Regions from separate parts of the Sus scrofa genome. Here region 1 is linked to region 2. The links are chromatin contacts, called in public HiChIP or PLAC-seq maps. All regions are on one chromosome and are shown on one strand. The core of a region is the stretch at or near the end of the contact, and the rest is flanking DNA. Distances in the headings are between cores, read along the strand shown. Region 1 holds the start of REXO1 (RNA exonuclease 1 homolog). Region 2 holds the start of ADAT3 (probable inactive tRNA-specific adenosine deaminase-like protein 3).

The links. HiChIP or PLAC-seq counts read pairs in DNA pulled down with a chosen protein or histone mark.
Region 1: a contact with region 2 is called in an H3K27ac HiChIP or PLAC-seq map of skeletal muscle. The contact joins the promoter of REXO1 here to the promoter of ADAT3 in region 2. A contact is called at or near these places in 2 of 5 promoter capture datasets (fetal liver and liver), 4 of 47 Hi-C or Micro-C datasets (blood, embryonic fibroblasts and skeletal muscle) and 2 of 2 datasets of contacts at active chromatin or transcription factors (alveolar macrophages and skeletal muscle).

Annotation. Positions count from the first base shown.
Region 1 is chr2:76,692,146-76,699,513 of Sscrofa11.1, reverse strand. It overlaps REXO1 (RNA exonuclease 1 homolog), which reads right to left and starts at 5,245. Exons shown (of 16, transcript XM_003123002.4): 1 at 4,967-5,245. The coding sequence starts at 5,123.
Region 2 is chr2:76,631,533-76,638,932 of Sscrofa11.1, reverse strand. ADAT3 (probable inactive tRNA-specific adenosine deaminase-like protein 3) reads left to right here and starts at 4,651. Exons shown (of 2, transcript XM_021084211.1): 1 at 4,651-4,735. It overlaps SCAMP4 (secretory carrier-associated membrane protein 4), which reads left to right and starts at 4,619. Exons shown (of 7, transcript XM_003480843.4): 1 at 4,619-4,735.

The sequences.
Region 1 (7,368 bases), core at 3,996-6,495, 60 kb before region 2:
CTCCCAATCCTGCCTGCAACTCATGTAGCCCGCCTGGGAAGGGCGCTCCCCATGGCCCTTTCGAGAAAGCTGGCACCCGGAGGAAGCCACAGACTGGCCACTGCAGGACCTGCCACCATGAAGGAGGCCAAATGGTCAGGAGACACCTTTGAGGAGATCCAGCTGGCACCTGCCCTGACCAGCGACCAGCCTCCAGCTCCTGCAACCCTCCTTCCACCCTTCTTCTTAGTGTTCCAGTTTTTCTTGTGACTCAGGCAGACCAACAGGAGTCTGGCTTCAGCACACGGACAGACTGAATGAACCAAACTCCTAGGCACCCACCGCTTGGCTTAAAAACCACACTCTTGTCACTAGAAGTTATTTTGTCAAGAGGATTCTGAGGCAGAGTGGGGGTGGAAGATGACGGCAAGGCAGGAACAAAGAATCTGCAGCACAGCTGAGCGAGACGGGGAGGTGCGCCGCCTGCCAGGGGTCTACGTTGTTACTCCATTTTGCAGAAGAGGTAACTGAGGCCAGGCCTCCCAGGCCAGGCTCTTGGCACCATGAAAGTAAAGCCTAAATGCCTTCATCTGGGGCCCCACTCTGCCTGTAGGGGTTGGAAGTCAGCCATGGTGCTTGCACTTCTTCTCTGAACAATGCTCTGGGGGTGACGCACACCTGAGCACCACGCACGGTCCCGAGCTCTCCCAGCTGGCTTGCTGTCCCTGCCAACCCCAACCCGAGCACCTGGGCTGCTCTGCCTCTCCTCCAGACTTGGAGGAGCCAGAGGAAGGTGGAGATTTTTAGGGCTTTTCTCTTCCTTACCGGCCTCAGCGAGCCTCTTCCCCAAATACAAAATAGGCCAGGGGCTGGGGTACTGATCAGCCGCAACACCAATGACACCCAGGGGTGGGGGGCGGGGTGTGTGTGTGTGTGTGTGTGTGTGTGTGTGTGTGTAGGGGAAGGGGACCAATCTGAGCACTGCAAGACACTCAGCAGCATCCCTGGCCCCCACCCTCTCATCACCAGGAGCACTCCCCAGCTGTGACAACCACACAGGTCCCTACATCGCCCTGTAGCCCCTGGGGATCAGGATCACATGCAGTGGGAGACATGGCTTTACTGACACTAAGCAAAGACTCCTAGGAAATACCCAAACAGCTGAGGTGCAGATGCATCCTTACTCAAATGGCCTAAGCCTGGATCTGGGAAAAAAGGCAGGTTTTTAAAGCTCGCCAGGTGCTTATTGAGGAGCTCTGAGGTGTGGGGACCACAGGTCTTTGGACGGCCTCTACCCTCACTGGGGTTTGCAAAACCTCAGCAATAGAATCCAACTTAATCAACAGGGCAGGCTCACCACTACAGGAGAAAGACACAAAGTGTTTTGTTTCCAAGGCTGGGAGGAAGCAGAGCAAGCTGGCAGAGGCGGGACTTGGGGCAACATACACATAAACATTTTTCTTTTGACTTTTTGGTATTCTCTGATGTTTCTAATGACTACTGCTGGGAGTCCAGCAAAAAGTGCTCTGAATGGAGACAAGGAGCCCAGGCTGCTGCCAGCTAGAACACAGCCCTCGAAGACAAGGGTTGCTCCTAGGCAGGGTTGAACTGCTAATAAAACCTGTTTGTGCTCCTCCTGGTGTTGAGAGACCTCTACAGAGAACTACTCTGAAAACCCACAGCACCTCTCCTCCACTCCCTCTTTACAGAAAAGTCAAGAACAAAAGAACAATAGAACCACCCACTGGATGGCAGTGAAGCTCCTCCTCTGGGAGGCTGAGGCTCTGCCCCCTGAGCCTGGCGGCACACAGCTCCCTGGGAGGGTGGGGAGGTGAGACTTGGCTCTCACCAGGGGTGATCCTGCCCCCAGGGGACACTGGACCACTCCTGGAGACATCTGTGCTTGTCACAACTGGCAGGCTCCTGACAAGGAGGGGGTGGGGGCCAGAGATGCTGCTCCACCTCCCACGGGGCTCAGGACAGCCCTGGGAGTGACCAATGCCCAGAGTTCCTGCTCCTCCTCTGGCTGGCTTCAGAGTTCCCACCTCAGGTGAAAGGCCCTGGCTGTCCTGACCAAAGACCACACTGACAGCCAGCTGGTAAAAACCCTCTGGTCCTCAAGTACCCTGGCCAGGCCTCCAGACAAGAGACAGTATTGCTCTGGGCTGGGGCTCTCAGCACCAGTCTCTCCCTGGAAGAAGGGGGAAGTGTTCACTGCAGTTCATGCTGGAAAAGAAAACATCAGATCGAGGAACGCACTTGTTCAGTCCCTGAAGGCGCCGTCATCAGGGCTGTGGGAAGTCTACCCAAGGGGAGGACAGCTAAGGGGCTGCGGTGACTGCCGCTGCAGCCCTCCTGCTTCAAGTCAGCTCACAGATAATACAACACAAAACCCCACCTCTGCAGGAAGCGCTGGTTTCTCTGGCCCCAGCCTCCCTACCCGGCTGGCTCTCCTCACGTGGAGCTCCTCTGTAGAAGCATGGCTTGCAGACTGCAAGGGGCCGCTGGGGGCCTCATCTGAGACTGGGGGGGCGGGGGGACGAAAAATGATGCTGTCACTACTACCCAGCTAGGGTCACCCTGGCCTCCCCCACAAGCAGGTCTTCCTCCAGGCCCATCCTCAATACTGCCTCTCCCAGGTCTCAGTATTACCTCTTGGCCTCAGGGGAAGATGGAGCACAATGCGTGATGGGACCCAGGTCCCACGGATGTTGACAAGAGAAACTGGCAAGAAGTAGTGAGGGTCAAGGGCCTGACAGCCAAAACTCCACCCCATGTCCCCCACTTACCAGCCATGTGTACACAGGCATGTGGCTGTCCCTCTCTGGGACCCAGTTTCCTCATCTGGGAAATGGGGATGACCATCCCGCCCACTGGTCAAGGTCAAGGATGAAGAACACGAGGGTATGCGGCAATAACTGGGGCACTCCCCCTAGTCCAAGAGCAGGAGGTAGGGGTCCTGGAGCACAGGAGGATGGATCTGAGGGCCAGAAAGAACGGTATGCCTGCCTAGCCCTTGCATGGGCCTCAGACCCTGCTGGAAGGTTCAGGAGGCCATCAACCCAAGGCCACTGGTGCTGGGTCACACAGGGCTGCACACCCCACCTGCAGGCAGGCAGCCAACACCCAGGACCTCAGCATCCCTGCCCAGCCCACACTTGCCAGAGCACCTCTGCTTGGGCTGTCTATCTGGTCACAAGTGGACCCAGCCAGAGCCTGGACTGCTGCAGAGTCTCCAAACCCAACAGGAAACAGGGTTATCAAAATCTGGAGCAGGGGGCAGCTGTAAGGGAGGGGGAGGTCTAGGTGCACACTATCCCCTGGCCCACTCAGAGGGCTACCCCGTGAGCATGACCAGAAGATGAAACAGAGTGTCAGAGAGGCCCCATGGCAAGAAAGAGGCTGAGCTGGGCTCCAACCCTGCCTCTCTAGGGCAAGGCAGAATTCCACCAGAAGGTAACAGAGGCCACCCCCCACCAGAGACGGGAAAAGGACTGCTTATTCTCACCTGCGAAACAAAATGCAGATGCACGGGGATCGGGGGTAGGCAGTGGCCTTTTCTCCTGTGGGAAGGGAAGCAGACAGGGCAACATCACCAAATGGGCTCTCAAAACCTGGCCTCTGGGAAAGTCACTGGCCATTCAAGAAATGAATAGCACAGGATGAACGCCCAAGAAGAGAGACCAGAGCTCCAGAGTTCAGAAGGCTGGAAGGCCATGTGGAGTCTGCAGACAAGTTGCTGCTGGGGGCATGGTCCCTCCCTATCTGTCCCAATGGTAAGGAGCATCACTCGCCAGGCCAGGCCAAGTCGGTCAATAGATGGATTGAAAACTGCACTGTCTTGAGTTGAAAAAGGACACCGGGAGGCCGTTGACACTCAGCTGGGGGTAAGGCACCGCTGGAAACTAAGGCACCTGTGGGCCAGGCCAGCTTCCCTCCTCAGGGGTAAGTTCCTGAGAGCAGGGCCCACAATGCACACAGCCCCAGGCCTGGCACAAATGTGGAGCCAGGCAACCAATGCTTGCATCTGGCTGGCTGTGAACAGTGGGTGGCAGGTGCAAAAAGTCAGGACAAACTTACAATGGAAATTTGAGAAAATGCTACCCCCTCCTTTTTTTTTTCTGGCAAAATGGGAGAACAAGCCCATTATTTAATCTTAGCAAGGGCGCTCCTCTTTGAAAGTTAAAAGGCTCTGAGATGGGGATTCTTTCATGGGGAAAGAGAGAGGATGCCGAATGAAGAATATGAGCCTGAAAGAAAAGGGGAGCCCAGTCCTGAAGGACAGGAGCCCCAGTGAGAGCCCGAGTTCCCCTCCGGAGTAAGGACATCCCTGCAAGCCTTTCCTCGCGGTGCCCCTCTTTTTGCCCCCATTCTTAACAGCTCAAGTCCCACACTCCCCACAAGCAGCGTGACCCCGGGCAGCTCTCACCGAACTCTGCCGCGACATTGATAATCACCACGGTACTGTAATGCTCAATCTAGAAACGTTCACTTGGAAGCCTGACCCCCACCCCAACACACACACAAGCAAGTGGATATGTTGGCACACGGCTCAACACACAGCCCAGGTTCCTAAGCAAGATCCTCTAGACTGCTACTGTAAACAAGAGAGGCCACAATCAGCGGCGCGGCGGCCGAAGAAGCGCAGAAGTAAACAAGGGCTGCCACGAGCACTCGGGGCCGGGGAGGCGGCGGGAACGGTTCCCCCGGCATGAGCTCGGGCCTGCCAACCAGTGTCGGCCGCGCTCCTTTCCCGAGCCCGGCGCGCTCCACCCTTGCGACGCCTCTAGGAGAACGGGTCCCTTCGTTGTTTACGTTTTGCACTCGTTGAAGCAGAGGTTTGCAGAGGTCGCTCAACGTGGGCCCCGGGTAGGTGGCCCGGACTTGGGGACACGTCGCCCGCGAGCGAGAGAGAAGAAGGTTGGGCGGGGAACTGGGGGCCAAGGAAGCCCGGGCGCCGGAGTGCTGAGCCCGGGGCGGGCATTACCTGCTGCGGGGGACGCCGCTCCGCCTCCCCCGGGTGCGCCCGGGCTCCGGGCCCCGCGGTGCCGGAAGTGGCAGTAGGGCCGCCGGCAGGGCCCCCCGGGCGCCCCAGCCCAATACGGGCAGTCGATGGCCCGGAAAAAGCCGGTGGAACGTAGCATGGTCCGTCCCGCGGCGGGGCCGCGGCCCGGAGCCGCCCGGGCCCACGGGCCCCTCACTGGCGCCGCGGTCGCCGCCGCCCGCGCCTCACGGACCCCGCTGCCGCCGCCATCTTGCTCCGAGGTCCCCGGAGGCCCCCGGGACGCCGCCGCAAGGGACCTCGGGAGCAGCTGCCCGAAGTGCGCCTGATCAGAAACACCTGCTCCCGCGGCCCCAAGGAGGGTCATGGACCCATGGCCCAGGACAGGCAGTCGCGGGGGTAGGGGTGGTGGGGGCGAGACGCCCTGCCTACTGTCTCCGGGAGCCTCGCCGGCGCCGCCGCCTGGCCCTCGGTGGCGGCAACAGCGCCATCTTGAGCCCCAGACCCCTGCGGCGCCTGGAGCTGTCCACGGCACGCCTGATCAAAAAAAAAAAAAAAGGCCCCCCTCATAGTCCAGCTGTGGCTTAGGTGCATTTAATTAGTTTTATTAGCACGTCTCCCTGAGGCGCCCTCTGCTGGTCAACACGAGTCCTGCGGGCGTGTCTCACCTGCACCTGGAGATCTGCACCGGAGTTACCCAGCTCAGGCTCTGAAACTCAACTCCGCCCGGGTTGACTTCGAATTAGTGCTCACGTTTTGCACTCGTTGAAGCAGAGGCTTGCGGAGGTCCCTCGACTTGGGCTCCGGGTGGACTCCCACTGGACTCTTGTCTGAAATCTCATCCCCAGGTCCACCAGCGGAACCCTATTCCGATTTACTCATTTGTCCACCAAATATTGACCCTAAACCGTATTTTATCTGTTCATCAGATAATAGATATTCAGGTGGTTTCCGCCTGTTTGTTGTGAATTGAGCCTCTGTGAACATGTGTGTATATGTATCTGAGTACCAGTTTTGTTTCAGTACTAGTTTTTCAAATGATGTAAATTTGTTTGTTGCCCTTTATTTAAATTGGGGGAGATGCTTCATAAAACTACAATTCCCAGCCTGCCCGCCAGCTGGCAATTGCCAAGGATCCCCGTGTGAGCACAGGGTGGGGGTGCAGTCTGTGCAGGTCATCTCCTCCCTCTCCCAGCCCATCTATCCTTACCTCAGCCACCTGGCCCCGGTGGCATTTGGGCCTGAGACCCCTCACCCCAGGGGTCTCTCGATGCCAGCGCCTCTTCCACCGCCAAGAGGAGGGAGGACCCCTCAGCCTGGCCCTGACAATGCTAGTGAGGTGAAGTCAGGTCACCCCTGAGCTTGCACTTACTAGATGCTTCCTCTGTACTCACTGACTGACCTTGGTTATTTACTCAACAAATATTTACCAAGGACCTACTATGTGAGTGCCAGACCCAGTGCTAGAGACATCAGTGAACAAAGCATAGATCCCCACCCTGGCAGTAGTAGCGTTCTAGAAGAGAGACAGCAGGAGATCAGTAAAGGAGATACTTAAGTACAAGGCCGAGAGTGCTCTTCTGGAGGATGGGTGATAGGGAGAGTAGGGAGCTGGGGAAAGGGGTGGTCCATGGAGTCTGATGGGGAAGTGGAATTTGAGCAGTTCAAGGAGAAAGCCAAGCAGGCATCTAGGGTAAAGGCATTCCAGGCAGAGGGCACAATATGTGCAAAGGCCCCAGGGCAAAGGCGGCACCAGGCTTGTTGGAGGAACTGCAAGGAGGCCTGTGTGGCTGCACCTGAGTGAGTAAAGGGGAGAGAGGGAGAAGGTAACAGCGGCAGAGAGGGGGCAGGGGCAGGTCATGCAGGGCCTGGTTGGCCTCAGGGAGGACTTGGGCGATTCACCCTGGAGGGAGGTGGCAGCCTGGAGCGCTGAGTGCAGAGGAGGGCAGGGCCTGACTCACAGAAAGTGATCACAGACGCCTTCTGGTGGCTCCAGCCGGGAAGGCAGACTGTGAGGGCCAGGGCAGGAGTCCGGATCAAGGGTTGGTCCAGGTGGGCCATGAGGTGGGATTAGGTGGAGGCAGGAGAAATGGACTGGTTCTGGGTATGTTTCAAAGGTAGATGTCCAGTTAGAATTCCAAATGGGGAGTTCCCGTCGTGGCGCAGTGGTTAACGAATCCGACTAGGAACCATGATGTTGCGGGTTCGGTCCCTGCGCTTGCTCAGTGGGTTAACGATCCGGCGTTGCCGTGAGCTGTGGTGTAGGTTGCAGACGCGGCTCGGATCCCGCGTTGCTGTGGCTCTGGCGTAGGCCGGTGGCTACAGCTCCGATTCGACCCCTAGCCTGGGAACCTCCATATGCCGTGGGAGCGGCCCAAAGAAATAGC
Region 2 (7,400 bases), core at 3,402-5,901:
AGACAGCAACTTTCCCCTGCTTGTCAGGCTCTAGCAGCCTTTAATCTGACTTCCCTGGGCAGTTGAAGGAAGTCCCCCCAAACCCATTTACAGGAAGATCTCCACAGAGGCGGGAAACACCTGGGGCCCATACAGCTGCCCATAGCAACCTCAGAAAGTCAACAGGATGAAGAACCTAACGGACAAAAGCTACACAACTTGGCTCAAGGAATGTTGATTTTGGCCCCAGCCCTGGAAGATAGCAGACACTTGGAGGGCAGCCCACTTCTCTCAGGACTCGTTTTCATTTATTGACTGACGACCTTGCAGCCCAGGGCTTATGGCTGGCAGCTGACCCAGGCTTCTAACTGACTCCAGCACTCTTTGCTGCTCATCTTACAATCAGGGGGGACCGATTCCATCTCTTTGCTGCCTTTTGGTGCTGGACATTAACCTACCATCATGAATTTTGAGGGTCAACATTACTTGTGAGAGGTGCTAGATGATGAACAAAAGGGACAGTATGAGTCAAAACTCTTGGTCTATAAAAGACACAAGTCACAGTTGCTGTTGTGTCTCAGTGGGTTAAGAACCCGACATAGTGTCCATGAAGTTGAGGGTTAGCTCCCTGGCCTTGCCCAGTGGGTAAAATACCCAGTGTTGCCCCAAATTGTGGCATAGGTCGCAGATGTGGCTTAGATCTGGTGTTGCTGTGGCTCTGGTGTAGTCTGGCAGTTGCAGCTCCAATTCAACCCATAGCCTAGGAGCGGCCACAGGTGTGGCTCTGGGAAAAAAAAAAAAAAAAATGCTGAAGTCATGACTCAAATTAGCTTAAACCAAAACAGAAAACACAAGAAAGCCCAAGGGCTATCTGATTCTGGTATGGCTGGATCAAGGTGCTTAAACAATCCTGTGAAGCCACAGACTACTCTTTCTTTTTTTTTTAGGGCTGCACCTGTGGCATATGGAGATTCCCAGGCTAGGGGTCTAATAGGAGCTGTACCTGCTGGCCTAGGCCACAGCCACAGCAACGCAAGATCTGAGCCACACCTGCGACCTACACCACAGCTTATGGCAACGCCGGATCCTTAACCCACTGAGCAAGGGCAGGGATCAAACCTGCATCCTCATGGATACTAGTCAGATTCATTCCGCTGAGCTACAACGGGAACTCCATGGACTACTCTTTCTTTCTGTGGTCTGTCCTCTTCTGTTTTGGCTTCATTCTCAGACAAGCTCAACTGTTGGGTGACAAGAAATGACTCCTGGAAGCCCCAGGCTCCCACCTTATGGCACCATGAGAGACTCTGCTTTACATTCAGATAAAGTCCTAAGACTTGACTCTCATTGGCCCAACTCAAGTCACATGTTCATTCCTGAAGCAATCACTGTGGCAGGGTGGAAATTCTCTGATTGATGGGGCTAGCTGATAACCTAGAACCACAGGCATTCAGAGTGTGAGAGAGATAGTTCTCCACAAACACTGGGGTGCCCTGTCCAGAAGGGTGTACAGGGTCATAGGTGGGTAGAACACAGACACCACTTACAGGTGCCCAGCCTTTGTGGGACTTCCAGGAAGGAGATGTCAATCCATTTCTATTCCCACTCCAATCCTAGTCCTGGAAACATAAGCACAGACAGCTCCCACATCATACTAATCTGTGACTGATGCTGAAGAACATGGAGGTGTTGGAAGGCCCCTGCCCTGTTTATTGACTCATCCATCATTGGCCACCTGGGTTGTTGCTTCCAGGTCTAGGCTACTGTGAGTAGAACTCCTATGAGCATTCCTGTGAAAGTTTTTTTTTTTTGGTCTTTTCAGGGCTGCGCCTGTGGCAGATGAAAGTTCCCAGGCTAGGGGTCGACTCAGAGGTGCAGCTGCTGGGCTATGCCACAGCCACAGCAACGCCTGATCCAAGCCTGCTGATGGGAGCCACATCTGTGACCTACACCATGGCTTGCGTGGATCCTTAACTCACTGAGCGAGGCCAGGGATTAAATCCACATCCTCATGGATACCAGTCGCGTTCTTAACCTGCTGAGCCACAATGAGAACTCCTTCTGGACAAGCAGTTGAATCCCTGTTTGTTTTTTGTTTTGTTTTGTTTTGTTTTTGTCTTTCTGCTATTTCTTTGGGCCGCTCCCGCGGCATATGGAGGTTCCCAGGCTAGGGGTTGAATCAGAGCTGCAGCTGCCAGCCTACACCAGAGCCACAGCAACGCGGGACCCGAGCTGCGTCTGCAACCTACACCACAGCTCACGGCAACGCCTGATCGTTAACCCACTGAGCAAGGGCAGGGACCGAACCCGCAACCTCATGGTTCCTAGTCGGATTCGTTAACCACTGCGCCACGACGGGAACTCCTGAATCCCTGTTTTTAATTCTTTGGGGTATATACCTGGGAGTCAATGCCTGCCTCCAGTTTCACCTCCTCTGCTGTATCTATGCCCATGGCTAGGTGGTACCAGAGCACAAGTGATGCCCCTGTACTAAGCAAACAGTTGTTCTGTGTTGTGCGCCCGGCTCTGCCCCCTCCACACTGCCTCCCCTCTCCCAGACTGCTTCTCTCCCCCACTCAGCGCTGTTCTTTGGATGCACTGACTTGGTGCATGACTTCCTCAGGAAAGATTTAGTGGGCCTTTGTTGCTTTTCCTCCCCAAGGTGGAGTTCTTTGTGTTGGCACAGATATGCACGTTATAGGATACTGTATGGATAGCATGACAGTAGGGTCCCTGGACTAGGGGAACTCATAGGCAGACGGGTGGGTTGGGGGCCTGCCAGCATCTCTCAGTCTGCAAAGAAAGGATTTCAGAAATCTTGTCCGTTCCTGTCCTGAAAGGAGATGAAGGCGGCAGGCAAACAAGAGGTAGGAAGAAAAGGATCATTTCTTTTCTCTCCTTTTCTTTTTTTGGCTAAGACCTCAGTATACAGAAGTTCCTGGGCCAGGGATTGAACTTGGGCCACAGCTGTAACCAGAGCAACAGCAGTGAAAATGCTGGATCCTTAACCCACTGAACCACATGGGAACTTCATGAGTTTTTCTTTTCTTTATTTTTTTTCTTTTTCTTTTTTTTCTTTCTTTCTTTTTTTTTTTTTTTTTTTTTTTTTTTTGGTCTTTTTGCCTTTTCTAGGGCTGCTCCCTCGGCATATGGAGGTTCCCAGGCTAGGGGTCTAATCGGAGCCGTAGCCACCGGCCTATGCCAGAGCCACAGCAACACAGGATCCGAGCCGCGTCTGCGACCTACACCACAGCTCACGGCAACACCGGATCCTCGACCCACTGAGTGAGGCCAGGGATCGAATCCACAACCTCATGGTTCCTAGTCGGACTCATTAACCACTGCGCCACGACAAGAACTCCCAAGTTTTTATTTAGAAAAGAAAAAGTAGGAGTTCCCGTCGTGGCGCAGTGGTTAACGAATCCGACTAGGAACCATGAGGTTTGCGGGTTTGATCCCTGCCCTTGCTCAGTGGATTAAGGATCTGGCATTGCTGTGAGCTGTGGTGTATGCCAGCAGCTACAGCTCTGATTAGACCCCCTAGCCTGGGAACCTCCATATGCTGCAGGTGTGTCCCTAAAAAGACAAAAAGACCAAAATAAATAAATAAACAAACAAATAAATAAAAGAAAAAGAAAAGAAAAAAAAGAGAGTGACCAGCTTCAAGCAGTATGATTTCCTGGAGTGCTTTTTTACACAGGAATAGATGGGCATGCCAGGCAATGCTTTGCAAATTAAGATGAGAAACACATGGGGTTGGACTCTCAGAGGCCTGCAGGGTTGAAGAGCTGTGCTGCAGTGGAGACTCCAGGAGAGGTCTCCCGTCCAGCCACTCTCTTCCAAGGGTAGACCTTTGTGGGATCCTGGCAGGGGCACTCCTAGGTTCTTGCAGGAGTGGAATAGGGAGAAAATGGAAAGGTAGAAAAATTTCCCTCTTCAGGGTCCTTTTAGACCTAAACCTTTCTTCTTGCTTAGCAGTGGGGTTAAACTGGGGTCTTCCTTACAGTGGACATTTGCCAGTCTGTTTCGAGGGTGCCTTATGCATTGTAGGGTGTTGAGCAGCATCCCTGGCCTCCAAGTTTTGCTGTCAGGAGCACCCCTAATCCTAACAACCATAAATATTCCTAGACAGTGCCCAGGGTCCCTTGGGAGTGGTGGTACCTATTGCTCCTGGTTGAGATCTGGCTTACACCTGTTTAACTAGGATGAATAACTGAATTTGCTGATAAAATAAGCTTGTTTTGCCTTGGAGTCAAGAGGTCCCCTTTGCCTACTGTACAGATGGAAAAATGAGACTGGAGTCTGCGGCCCTAGAGGATAATTGGAACCTGACCGCATCCAGGTATCTAGGGACAGCCCCTCTGGAGCCACGTGGCAGCAGCAAACTGGACTCAGGGAGTGACTACAGCGGGTGTCGTGTGCCCCTCTGACTCAGTCTCTTCACTCTGCTGATTTCCCAAAGGGCCTCCAAGGTTCGACTTTTCCCGGCCGTCCAGTGGGTCTCGAACCCTCGAAACAGAGCCAGCCCCGCTCTAGCGGGTCACCTGAGCGGCGCATAGGGGAGAGGCGGAGCGAGGCGGCGGCGAGCGCGGCCTTGTGGGGATTGTAGTCTCGGCCCCGCCTTCGCCTCGCGCCGACCCCGCCCCTGGAACTACGCTCCCGTCGTGCCCCGCAGCGCCAGGCGGTGGTGGAGGCGGGGCAGGTGGGCTGGTTGCTAAGACTTGGTGAAACGCCGCGCTCCTGCCGGTATCCTCAGGTAAGCACCGGGTCTCGGGCTCTTGCGACCCAGGCTTCCGAGGAGGGCGAGCGGGGGGGGGGGCGGGGGGCGCGGCTGCGGGGACATCGTTTGCGCGGGGAGCGAGTGGGTAGCCAGGCCCTGTTTCTGCGCGCCTCGGGCGGGAGCTGGCAGCGACGCGTGTACGCGTGCGCGGAGGGCCGTTGGGCCGCGGGGACGCGGCTCTCCGCGCGCATCTACGTGTTGCGCGTGCTTCTGCCCCTGCGGTTTGTTGTGAAGACCTGGTGCCGCAGCTGCTTTCGGTGCGCCCTTCCCTCGTGTCATCGCGGCCAACCCTCTGCCTCCTTAACAGCTTCCCACCTTCCTTGGGTGAAAGGCCTCAGTCTTTCTGAACGTCCTAAACCGTGACAGTCCTTCCTGTTTCTTACGGAATGTGTGAGCGGGCAAGGCCTTCTTAAGTTCTAGCCTCGCGTCTCTCCCACACGCCACATGCCCGAGGTTTTTGAACTTTCCTGCAGAAGCCTGCTTTTAGGGAGGCGATTGTCCGCAGGTAAACACGCAAGTTATCCCATTAAATTCGAGTTTTGCGTTAATAACGAATATATGTGTATATGTTTTTTAGTGTATTTCCTAAAGATTGCATGGGACACACTTTTGATAAAAATTATCAGCTCAGTGACTGTGGCATAGGCCAGTGGCTATAGCTGCGATTCAACTGGGAGCCGTCGTATGCCATGGGTGTGGTCCTAAAAAGAAAAAAAAAATTATCAGCTCACTTGGCATTTGAATTTATCAGGGTGAGACCCCCACCCCCACCCTGATAAATTGTTTTCTGGAGACGCTATGCAGACTTGGTGGCCTTCCACCAGTGGGTGTGGTGGAGACTTCAGTACTGGATGTCTCCAGCACCCTCTGCACAGGACTCCCCACCCTGCCTCATCTGCCGTCCAGGCCCAGCTGTGGGTTACTCTCTCCCAGGAGCCTTCCTGGAGTCTGCCTGCCACAGTCAGGACTGGGCCCCTGAGGAGCTGTGCCCCAGAACAGGGCCATGCCTCGCATGGATTTTTGCACTTTCTGCCCCTGACGGCATGGTAGTGGTGGATCCTGTTTCACTGAGTGGGAAGCTGGGTTGGGGTCAGGACAGGTACCCTAGGTCTTAGCCAGGAAGGTGCGGACTTGGGGAGGACGTGAGGCAGGGCCCGGACACAACTAGTGGTGAGATAAGGCCTCTCTCTGGGATTGGGTGTCACCTGCAGAGCCTCAGCTCACTGAATAAGCACCCTATCCCTACTCCTCCTGGAACCCTGGGTGCAAGTGCCACAGGAATTCCTGAGCACTGGATGAGGAGACTGGCTCTTAAGGGCCTGGCTTGCTGGTCCAGCAGACCCTCCAGGGGCTTCCCCAATGCAGTGAGCCCTCCCTGGCAGTCCATGCCTGCAGCAGAGGCTGCAGCTGTCAACGTAAACTCCCTAGCTGTAGGCAGAGGGAGTTGGCCAAACCCAGGTCAGGGCTGAGCTGGGCAGGACCAGTAGAGAGCGCAGCAGGGAGGGGTGTGGGGTTTTGAGAACAAAAAGAGGAACAGGTCAGCCTCGGACCATGTTTAGGTATCTGGAGGTGTTTAAGCAAGTCGTGGATGTGGGTGCTGTTCCCAGATGGGCTGCTCCCTTTGTTGAGGGGGGGTCACTCTCTGCAGAACCTGCTTCTCATCTGTAAAAGGGGCTCAGGACACCGATCGTACAGGGCTCAGAGGGCAGAATCAGGGAGCTCTTGGCCACCTGGCCGAGAGATCAGATCCTGGCTCTGCCCTCCTAGCCAGTCCCTTGGCCAGTAGGAAGCCGATAGCCCTAGTCTCCCTCTGGGGTCACTGAATGGAGTTGGGGAGCCCAAGCTCAGAGGTATGAGGACATGCTGTGGGTACAGCACCAGCCTTGGTCAGGAGGTGCTGGGCCTTGTTTGGGGTCTGCTGACCTAGCAGATGTCCCCCCGTCGCCAGGAACAGCAGCTTTACTGAGATACGATGCACACACATTGTGTGGGTTACCCACTTAAAATCTATGTTTTAGCATTTTTAGTATATTTATAATGTGTGACTATCATCTAATTCCAGAACATTCCACCACCCCAAAAGGAAGCTCTCTTCCCCCATCACCAGTCACTCCCCTTCCTCCTCCTCACCAGCCCCTGACAACTAGGAACCCACTCTTTGTTTCCGGATATGCCTGTTCTGGGCATTTCCCATCCATGGAATCCCACACTGTGTGTCCTTCTGTGTCTGCTTCTCTCACTGAGCATCGTGGTCTCCAGGTCTGTCCACGTGGTAGGAGTGTTCGTGCTTCTCTCCTTTTCAGGCTAAGTGATGTCTCATTGTGTGGAAGGACTGCATTTGGTTTTTCCATTCATCTATCAGTGGATGTTTGGATTGTGTCCACCTTCAGCAAAGCAAGCTGCAAGCCACATCTGTGACCTACACCATAGCTCACGGCAATGCCGGATCACTAACCCGCTGAACAGTGCCAGGGATTGAGCCCATATCCTCATGCGTACTAGTCGGGTTCGTTACTGTTGAGCCATGACGGGAACTATTGTTCACCTTTTGCTGTTGTGAATCGTGCTGCTGTGAATGTGCGTGGGCAGGTTTCCGTGTGGATGTGTGTCTTCACTTTTCCTGGGCACATACCTGGGAGAG